Linked DNA regions of Mus musculus: all the other regions are linked to region 1. Evidence: chromatin contacts called from public HiChIP or PLAC-seq data. All regions are on one chromosome and are shown on one strand. The core of a region is the stretch at or near the end of the contact, and the rest is flanking DNA. Distances in the headings are between cores, read along the strand shown. Region 1 has its middle 15 kb from the start of Gm35936. Region 2 overlaps Adamts3 (a disintegrin-like and metallopeptidase (reprolysin type) with thrombospondin type 1 motif, 3). Region 3 holds the start of Adamts3 (a disintegrin-like and metallopeptidase (reprolysin type) with thrombospondin type 1 motif, 3).

The links. HiChIP or PLAC-seq counts read pairs in DNA pulled down with a chosen protein or histone mark.
Region 2: an H3K27ac HiChIP or PLAC-seq map of heart atrium shows a contact between it and region 1, with 8 times the contacts expected there. The contact joins two enhancer-like sites. A contact is called at or near these places in 7 of 39 promoter capture datasets (the 3T3-L1 cell line, cranial neural crest, embryonic stem cells and 3 more), 11 of 484 Hi-C or Micro-C datasets (CD4 T cells, Sertoli cells, cortical neurons and 6 more) and 1 of 115 datasets of contacts at active chromatin or transcription factors (heart atrium).
Region 3: an H3K27ac HiChIP or PLAC-seq map of heart atrium shows a contact between it and region 1, with 6 read pairs. The contact joins the promoter of Adamts3 here to the enhancer-like site in region 1. A contact is called at or near these places in 1 of 484 Hi-C or Micro-C datasets (cortical neurons) and 6 of 115 datasets of contacts at active chromatin or transcription factors (embryonic forebrain, embryonic limb bud, embryonic stem cells and 3 more).

Annotation. Positions count from the first base shown.
Region 1 is chr5:90,176,660-90,180,062 of GRCm38.p6, forward strand. No RefSeq gene overlaps it. Among named protein-coding and RNA genes, the nearest start is that of Gm35936, 15 kb to the right of the region's middle. Within about 2 kb of position 1,697, at least 15 of the 459 cell types and tissues checked have an H3K27ac peak or open chromatin away from gene starts, as enhancers often do. A contact at or near this core is called in cortical neurons, heart atrium and stem cell-derived neural progenitor cells, where this site is marked.
Region 2 is chr5:89,843,006-89,846,408 of GRCm38.p6, forward strand. All of the region lies in intron 3 of Adamts3 (a disintegrin-like and metallopeptidase (reprolysin type) with thrombospondin type 1 motif, 3), which reads right to left. Among named protein-coding and RNA genes, the nearest start is that of Gm25758, 16 kb to the left of the region's middle. Within about 2 kb of position 1,541, at least 77 of the 459 cell types and tissues checked have an H3K27ac peak or open chromatin away from gene starts, as enhancers often do. A contact at or near this core is called in cortical neurons and heart atrium, where this site is marked.
Region 3 is chr5:89,881,548-89,884,950 of GRCm38.p6, forward strand. Adamts3 (a disintegrin-like and metallopeptidase (reprolysin type) with thrombospondin type 1 motif, 3) reads right to left here and starts at 1,787. Exons shown (of 22, transcript NM_001081401.2): 1 at 1,275-1,787; 2 at 1-15. The coding sequence starts at 1,343.

The DNA.
Region 1 (3,403 bases), core at 447-2,946:
GCTGTACTACCAGCTGTGTAAAGAACTATTTCTGTTACCAGAAGAAATTACCAACTAGTTCAATCCTCTAACCATTCAACTCTCTCCGTGAAAACAGACGGGTATTAAACACTTCCTTCTCAGATGTGCCTAGCTCTCTACAAATTTCACTCCCTGCTCTACTCTGAGGTAAAGGGAAAAACTGGACAACAACCTCTTCAGACCCAGAATCTACTGTATTACCTAGTTTTTTCATCACAGTGATCAAAACTTAAGAGAGGAGGGGTCTATTGTGCTTCACAGTTTAGAGGAATACAGTCTCTCACAGTGGGTAAGGAACAGCGGAAGGAGCAGCTCACAGCCATGGCTGTGGGAACCTGGTAGACTGGAGGCAGAGACGGGGTCAAGCCAATACTTGGTTGGCTTTCTCCTTCCTCTCATTTTGATTCAATCCAGGATCACAGTTCATAGGATGGTACTGCCCACATTCAGGGCGGGTTGTTGTTTTGTTTTGTTTTGTTTTGTTTTTTCCTCCCCTGTTAAAGCCTTTTGGACACACCCTCAAAGGCAATTAGTAATGCCCTGTGTGATTCTTGATATAATCAAGGTAGCAATCAAAATTAACCATCCCACCAACATGTGGAAGCTGGCACACACGGAAGATTCAAGGTCCTTGTGTAATGTATATGAAGAGTCCTATAACTAGTTTACAGAAGAATGTGTACTTAACATATGAAATATAACCTTGCTCATATTTTTACGCTTAGGAGAACCACTGTGCTGAAGAAAAATGTCTTCACCTAGTGGAACAGGGTTATGTTCAGATGAAGTTAAATAAAGCAAGTTACAAGATATAATACCCCATCTGCTGGGGTTCTCTAGGGGAACAGACTCAATAGTATGAATACATACTAAAGGAGATTTACTGGACTGGCTTACACAACACAGTCTGAGTAGTCAAACATCAGTCTCACACTGGAGAGGCTGAGAATCTGGTCGTTTCCAGTCCCTGTGGCTGGATATCTCAGCAGTCACAATCTTTTACCAAAGGCCTGGGAGATTCTTTGAAAGCCGCTAGTCTTCAGTCTACATTAGAAGCTAAGTTGCTACCAGAAATTATCACCTATGTTTTGAGCTGATCTTTCTGGTTCATATAATCCAATCAAGAAAATCCTTCCCTGACGTTTCCAGCAGCTTGCCTGTTAGTTGATTTCAGGTCCTGTCAAGGTGACAACCAAGAGCAACATCCTAATATGCAAACGTCATATCACCCTAAGGTTGGTGACAACCATTCACGTTCTGTAAATGTGCCTCCAGGTTGGTGTTGAGATCAGCAGGGTCATAAGCAAAGACAGTCAGTCAGAACTCAGAGTCTTACAGCAACTTGGAATCCATAAGTAAATAATCCACAAGGATAACTAAGCTTTGTTATTCTCAGATCTAGAGCTCCTCACAGATCACCAGCAACGACCAGGAATCCAACTCGCATGCAAAAGTAAAGTCTTTCTTCAAGCTCAAGTGCAGACCCTCCAGCCTCTCCAGCACAATGGACAGTGTGGAAGGTCCTGAGCTGGTACAAGCCTTGCCTTTTTATCATAGTAGCAGAGTGAGGGACTTTCTAACATGGCAGTTACAGGATTGGTTGACATTTGGTTGGTGCACTTCTATTGTCTAGTAATGACTTCAGCTTGGTATGAACAATGGTTGCCAGCTTAGTCAATCTATTTTAAGACACTAAATACTCTCCCTTTAAGAACTGATTGGTTGTTGCTAGGAGTAGAGTGGCTATTTCCCTGCAAAATTGTGATTGTTACCAGGGCAACATGGCTCCTGGAAAAAGTTGGGGATTCTTCCAGTATCTAAGTTCATTCAGAGAGCAAGTTAATTATAAAATGGAGTCTGAAAGCAAACTGGAGTTGGTATGTTAAGCTGAGCCCTTGAAGCTGGGCCCTTCAGCTATATTGGTCTCTGATTCTTGATCTTATAGATAACAAATACCAGATAGAAATTTATACTTAGGCTTAGAAATGACTGTAAGATGTATAAAATATGTAGTCACAAAATAGCTTAAAAATTGGGGGCTGGCGAGATGGCTCCGTGGTTAAGAGCACTGACTGCTCTTCTGAAGGTCCTGAGTTCAAATCCCAGCAACCACATAGTGGCTCACAACCATCCGTAATGAGATCTGATGCCCTCTTCTGGTGTGTCTGAAGACAGCTACAGTGTACTTATGTATAATAAATAAATAAATAAATCTTTAAAAAAAAAAAAAAAAAGAATTAAGCCAAAGGTGCCTGTGGGGGGGGGGGGGAGGTGAGAAGAAGCAATTTGTCCCTTTTTTCAGAGTAAAGGCCAAAAACTTAAGAATGCCCAGCCCTACTTACACTATAGCCATGGCTTGCCTCCTTCATTTCCTCAGATATGCCCTTTCTTTGCATAGTTTGTAGGGGCATTCCCTGCTACCCTGAATTTTCTTTCCCAAGTTGTACACAGGACTACCCCATTATCCCCTTAGTGACATTGTTTGCTTCTTTTTACTTCTTATACAAGCTTCCTCTGCTAGAACAAAAGTCAAGAGCAGAGACCTTCTCCTAGTGATTCATAAATCATTCCCACACACCTAGTCACCTAGTACAGGGCCATGCTTCCTAGAGTCCTGTTCATGATGCGCTTCAGTGAGCTACAGAAAAGGCTCAGAGTAGGAGAGGAACTGGTCAGACACAGGGCTTCTATCCTGGCTTTATCCAGATACCCACCACATGCCGTGCCCCTTCTCCCCTGCCTCCACCAGGAAAGATACCCACCACATGCCGTGCTCCCTTCTCCCCTGCCTCGACGTACCAGGAAAGATAAACACTCTGAGGCCAGCCAGTCACAGAGCAAGTTCCAGAGAGAGAGAGAGAGAGAGAGAGAGAGAGAGAGAGAGAGAGAGAGAGAGAGAGAGAGAGAAACTTCTATGCAAACAAGTATGTCCTGCCTTCTCAAGTATCTGTAAAACGTATCCTTCTTTAAATACCACCCACAACACAGCAAGTATCCGTGAGCACACCACAAAGAGAGTTGTAGCCATGTCTACTGCTGCATTGCTTACAATAGGCAAGATATCAAGCCAACCTTCATGCCCATCAACAGATGGATGGATAAAGAAAATGTGGAATGTGTACACATGGAATTTTATGGATTTTTTTATCAATAAATTCATGGCACTTTCGCAAAACAGTGAAGGCAATTGAAAATCACCTTGCTAAAGGGAAGGAGCCAGACTGGGGAAGACAAATGCCACATCTTGCCTCATATGTAGAAACTTAATTTAAAAGTGTGTGTGTGTGTGTGTGTGTGTGTGTGTGTGTGTGTGTGTGTGTGTTTCCATGAGTGTTTATAGATCATGAAACTTAAAGAGGATCACAGAATGCAGAAAATATTC
Region 2 (3,403 bases), core at 291-2,790, 330 kb before region 1:
GCTGAGAGGAAGCAAACCCACAGAAGCAGGCAGAATAGGAAGCAGCGCTAGGGCCTCCTTGAAGTGCTCTGTACTGATAACCGAGTGCTAGGTAGAAGATGCTGGAGGCAGAAGCTGCTGTATCTGGGTTCCTATTTATTTTTGCATTGCCAGTGAGAAATTCAGGCAACCCCACACTGGTATTGGTTGAGTTCCTCTGAGAATTGGTTTAAAACCAGAAATTTACTTTTAACAGCCAAGGACTGACCCTGTAGCCCTAGAGGTGAATCCCAGGCCTTTCACTCTCCAGCCAGGCTCCCAGCACAGGTGCTCCTAGCATCACACTGGGAAGGGCACCCAGAGGCAAACATCCTTACTCCTGTCCATCACAATGGACAAATTTCCCTTTTCATGATTCCATTTCACTGAGACAAAATACCTGCTTCAAGACAAACTATAGGTAAGCCAGCTGGATCAAATAAAAGCCTGAGATATGCATGATACCCTTCTCACAAAGAAATGTTCAGCCACGCCCAGAGAACCTGGGGAAAAAGCCATCCTCAGAGTCCCTGCTTGAACTCCACCAAGGAGGAGTTCATAAAGAGGAGTCCTCCATAAGCCAGTCATGTGGAACAAGGCAAGTCAAACAAACCGCCAACACAACCAGTGTATCTCTGACAGGAAGCTAGTTCTGGCCATACATCCGCAGGAAGTACTTCAGTCACCTAAGTGGCCCCTGGTGGAACTTTGAGAAATGCAATTGTTCATCTTCTTTCAACCTCAACCTTCGAAGCCAAGAAATGGGCAACATTGAGGTTAGGCTAAATAAACCTGTGCAAACAGAATACAGAATACACGCGATCTTTACTAGTGTCTCCACCTGACGTTCTACTTTCCCAAGAACATCCCAGTCTCTCACCTGTTTCCTGATCTGTGCTCATGTTTCCTGTTTCCTCTGCCAACTCTCTGTGTCCTTAGCAACAAGTTGACTCAGCTGCATATGCAATGGTATCAGAGCTAGGAATCCCTGACTTGGGACAAGCAAGATGGTTCAGCTGGCGAAGGCACTTGCTGCTAAGCCTGAAGCTCTAAGCTGGATTCAGGGACCCATGTGGTCCTGGAGAGAACCAATTCCCAGAAGTTGCCCTCTGATATCAACGTGCATGTCTGTCATGAATGACCACCTATGCTAATAAACAAATCTACAAAAAAAATGTTTAAGAGAAATTTATAATGATAGAGTGTGATATGGTTTTTTTTTTCTAAAAGTGGAAATCCTAGGCAAAATGAGTAGAAACTGGAGAGCGGAGAGGCCTTTCTGGTCTCCTTCAGTCACCCCTATGAACCAGTGAACAGCACAAATCAAAATCTCCTTTGAGAGGAACATTGGGTGGGAGGGGAGTGGGCAGTAAAATATCACAGAAGAATGTGAAAGCCCAGGCTTAGCCAGCACTAGGCTCTCTATGGCTTCACCCAAAGCAGGAAATTGCTGTGCTACTCCATGCCTCTCCTGCACCGGTGCCCAGGCAGGCAGCCAACTCACTAACCCCTTCCCTGGCCTCGCACAGACCGCATAGCCAGGCTACCCTGGCCCCACCGTAACCCTAGCTGGCTGGGGAAGCTGGCAGAGGCCACGTCTGTGCTATTTAAAGCTATAAGCAGCTACTGTGGCTGGAGATGAGCTACTTTCACAGGAAGAGGATAAGGCCAGAGGCATGGATTTTAACAGGCACTAGCAAATTCACTCACCTGCTGAACAAGGAGCCCAAACTGGAAAGACAGCAGCTCAGCTTCATTTACTAATTACCTACACTCATCTATACCCCCTGCCTAGTAATTCTGTTCAAAGTCAAATTGCTTGATTACAGACTCTCTGTGTGCTATGTTTAAAATGGGAGCAAAGACCTACAAAGTCAAACAGCATGTCCGATGCAGCTGGGGCACAGTAACTGTCTGAAAGAAACTGTATGGAAAAAAAAAAAAAAAAAGAGCTCCAATGCCTGGCTCTGGGCTCCCTGCATCCCCCAAATCCAAATTTGAGTCTCAAAATACAATAAGATGATTAATTAATATATATATCACAATGTATCAAGATATCTATATGGGATATTTTATGTAATGATACACACAGGTTTTTATGCATTATACATATGCAAAAACAAGGAATCCGTTTGTGCACAGAGATATGCACTTGTGTATCTGTGTTTAATTCAAATTGCCTAGGTGGAATATTAAGAAACTTCACCAGGCATCAAAATAAAATAATGATCAAAAGTGCAGGCTCTGAAAGCAAGTGTCTAGAAGTTTTGTGAAACCCGATAAGATTCTCAGTTCTCTGGACTCGTCATTGTGGTGGTTTGAATAGGAATGGCTCTCACAGACTCATGTGTTTGAATGCTTGGCCAATAGAGAGGGACACTGTTAGGAGTTATGGTCTTGTTGGAGTAGATGTGGCCTTATTGGAGAAAGTGTGTCACTGTGGGGGCAGCCTTTGAGGGCTCCTATGCTGAAGTTATGCCCAGGCCAGTGTGACACAGTCTTCTGATGCCTTCAGATCAAGAGGTAGAACTTTCAGCTCCTTTTCCAGCACCATATCTGCCTGGATGCTGCCATGCTTCCCACCATGATGATAATGGACTGAACCTCTAAAAATATAAGCCAGCCCCAGTTACATGTTTTCCTTTATAAGAGCTGCCACGATCATGATGGCCCTTCTCAGCAATAAAACCCTAACTTTCTGAATGAAGACACTCATGTACAAAGAAGAATTTTTGACAATCTTAAGATCATTTCTACAAGGAAATCTGGCATGGTGCTCCTCTATTTTAGCTAGAATGAATGGAACAACATTTACAGTAGCTGTAACAAAGGAGCTCTCGTCTAAAGCTCCAGTCACCTCAGCCATTGCTGATACTCTGACTCTATAGTCTCACTGTTCTCTTCCTTTGCAAAGACAACTGGACCTTCTTCAAAGAACTGTTCCCCAACCCCCAGCCCAAGTCACTTAACCTAATACTTATTACATAACTTAGTGTCCCTTTCATTAAAGCACCATGACACCTTTTTATTATTCACTCTGTTGAGTGGCTGACACACCATGGCAGTGTTTCTTGTCCTCTGAATTCCATGGAAGTAAAGTCTACCCCTACTTTTGCTCCCTGGTGCATCCACAGCATTCACATATTAGACTCGCAATAAAAAGTGACTGGATCAATGATTCCATTCCTCTCAGTCCAGGTCTCCTCACACCTGCTCAAGTGGCAGAGAAAGTAAAACTTCAGCCGCAAGAACATAAGGAATCATGAGAGTGAGTCCAAATGATAAAGGTTAGGGAATAAACATGGCTGCCTACACAAGACTTGAACAAGAACACCACCAGCAGACATGCTAATGTGGATGGGTGAGGAAGAAGCTCACAAGGAAC
Region 3 (3,403 bases), core at 537-3,036, 300 kb before region 1:
TTCGTCAGTACCAGCCTGGAAAGGAGGGGTGGGGAGCAAGAAAAAGAAACGGTTACTGGGTTTCATCTTATCTCGCTGCTTGGTTATTTCTACCATCAGTGCTTTGGGGGGACTGGCTAATCAGGAGACCCAGAGACTGGAATTGCTGCCTGAAGCCTGACCCCCGGTTGTTCCTAGAAGGCTCTTGTGACAGGAACATGAGCCAATTCTATGACTATGTGAGAGAGGGACTTGTTGGCCAGCTTTAATTTTAGTATCTGTGAAGAGAGTAAAATAGTGACCCTCAATGGCCTCTTTGGAAAACTCCAATACTAAGTCACACGAATCAGGAAGGGGGGGGGGGGGCTGGGGGCGTAGTCTACATTTCACCAGGTGAGAAGTGGCCTGAATCCTAAGAATCAACTAGAGAAATGCCCCAGTCTTAAAGTCCCGTGGTCAGACCAAGCAAACCAGAGAGGCTACAAAAACTCACAGAAAAAGCATGCACTGAGAGCCCACCGCTCCAGTGTGGGTGTGATTTATTACAAAAGGCTCCCCAGCCTGAGCCTCCTTCAAGGGCCCTTCTGAGAACGTCAGCTTCACCTTGAGTCTCCACAGGGTGGGGGCAGGGCCGAAAGGCACCAGAGCTGCACTCAATTTAGCTTTAAAAAGAGGAGGAGTTCTGCAGAGGGGGAGGGGAAGAGGCGGCAGACGCCTCCAGCTCTGGCTGCCCGCGGAAAAGGCGAGGGCAGGAAACGTCCCAGGCCCTCCCCAACTGTCAAACTGCAGCCCAGCCCCAGTCCTCCCAGGACACGTGTCTGCTGGGTAGCTCCGGGTCCTGCCTGGCGACTTCTTGAAACCTCTTATCCCTGGCCGCCCGCAGGAGCAGGGAGTCAGGAAGAGGGAGAGCCTGTGGGCTCCGGGATCCACAACCCTAACTTCGCCAGAGCGCCCGAAACGCCCTCGCGAAAGGGGGGGACAGCCTGATAGCCCCGCTAGGATGAGATCTGACTGCAGTCTCACACCTGGTTCGCTCCTGGTCGCCGCGGGCTAGGGGATCCCCAAGTGTGATGAACCTAGGCTCCCGGGGGATGGCTGTCCAACCTCCGGTGCAGTGAGCCCCCCAGGCCCCAGCCCCGCGCAGCGCCCAGCCCTCCACGCGCCGCCTCGGAACGCAGAAGATGCCCCAGAAGGGTGGCAGGAGGGGAGGAAGGGAGAGTGAAAGGGACGGAGGGGAGGAACTCTGTCGGGAAAAGGTTGGGTTTGAGTTTTTTTTATTATTATTTTCCACTTACTTGTCCATCAGCTGATGTCCTAACCTCTACCAGAGAGGCTGCTATCAACCAAAGTGACAGGAACACCATCACGAGTCGAGTGTACTTCGCAACTACTGGGCAAAGCAGCTACCCCAGCGCAAAGCACCCCAAAATAAGTTTCCTTTAAAAGCGCAAAGAAAATGGAAGGAGTGGGGGGCGTGCAGAGCTTTTAAAAAATTATCTTGGGCTTTGCTCAATGAAAAGGCAACGTGAGCTGTGCGCCTGGCCCCGTGCCCTGTCGGTCCTTTCCACTTCACCTTCTCACCCTGTCCTCCCAAGCCGACAGTGAGGGAGCCAGAGGTGCTGCGAGCCGGGCAGAGGCTGACCCGAGCGGGGGAAGGGACCGGGGCGTCCCACTCTCTACCCCGGAGCTGCTTTTGCGAGGCTCTCGGAGCACCGTGGGCCGCCTAGGCTAAGCACGGAGACGGCTCGGGTCCCGGGAGCGCAGCGGCGGGGAGAAGTGGGAGCCGGAGCCCAGCGAGCGGGAGAAAGAGGCAGCGCGAGCCCTGGATCCTCCGCCGCACACGCAGTGGGGGCGGGAGGACGAGGGGAGGAGGCGGCCGCCTAGGAGGAGGGAGGAGTGGGCCGCTCGCCCGCTCCGGTTGCTTGCGGGCCCCGGGCGTCTGCTCTCTGCCCGCGACCCGCCGGGCGCTAAAAAGGCGACCGTGTCACCCCCTCCCTCCTCCGGACGGCCCCTCCCGCCGCGCGCCCACGTCACCCGGGGCCCGCGCCCCCCGGCGTAGGGTCAGAACTCGCACCGTCCCAGGGGCTGCGAAAGCGCCGCCTGGACCCCGCATCCCCTTGGTCTCCGTGATGGGACGAGGGGCGGGGAGGGTCCCAGGCGCGCCTCCCAGCCCGACTGGAGGAGGGAGGGGGAGGGTCCGCTCACCAGACCTGGGCTGGATGAAATCACCTCCTCCAGCCAATCTCATCCCCACCCCCCACCCCACCCCACCCAGGCAGAGTAAAGTCTCCTGAGAGAATCCCAAGGACCCAAGGACGTGGGGGATTTTCCCCTTCAGACACTCGTCCCCTCCCAGGCTTGTATGGGCCCGGGAAAGCGGGGGGCCTCTCTCAGCAAAGCTCTTGTTTATGCTTTATTCGTTTATATTAGTTTTCAAAGATACCGCGTTCCCTTTCTTGACTCAACCGGATGTTTCCGTTTATCACTAGAGTACACAGGCCTCGGGGTCTCTTGCTTACACCCAGATTAAGTTATCTAGTGGCTTCTGCGGTTTGCAGTTTTCTGGGATTAAAAGACAGCGACCTGGGAGTTGCTGGAATCCCAGACCTACCTCCCTGGGGTAGACCAGGGTGGCCTGGGGGTTGGGGTGGGGGGAGGTGAGGAGGGAGTTCTCCTATCCTGGAGGACCACCCTCACCCAAGATCAGACCAGAGATTAATGAGGCTCACATTGAGGTGGGATTTTCGAAACTTCACCCAGAGATAGGGAAGTGGAGTCAGGTCTTGTTGGGGCAATCCTGTCAAGGTGTGGTTAGTTTTGAATTTTGTTATATGACTTCATAAATTGTTTATTCCTAGAGAGCTAAAGGAAAGGCCATCATCTGGTTTATACATTGCACTACGCTCATTGCTGTGTTGCCTCTGTCTTGTCGAAATTCTATACGGAGGACATTTACAGGAACGTATAGGAAGTGCCCTCATCTAGCAACAGAGTATATTAGGTTAATTAGTTAATTATTGCTTAGAAATAGGATTAGACCCTCAGGACTGAAGGACCTCTAAATTGACTTTTCCCTTCAACTGCAACCTGCAGCATCGTGGGCTGTCCTCGACTTGAGGTCTAGGCATGAACTTCCTAACCTTTAAAGCAAATACGCCTCAGCGTGGCATAACTTAAAAACTTGACCATTGTATACAGGCAGGTCAAAGGACAATGGAGGACAAACAGACCTGGGTTCTAGGACCCTCCCTTCCCAACAGCTATCTAACTTTGGCAGGTCCTGGAACGCCATTTTTATTTCTTCCCATTTTAGGTATTTCTGTTTGAGAGCTTTTTCTAAAGCTCTCTGACCTCAAGTGTTGACAAATAATGTATTGCTCTTGCCTCTAGAGTGGTGTTTGTTGTCTGTCACTGAATGCTTTTT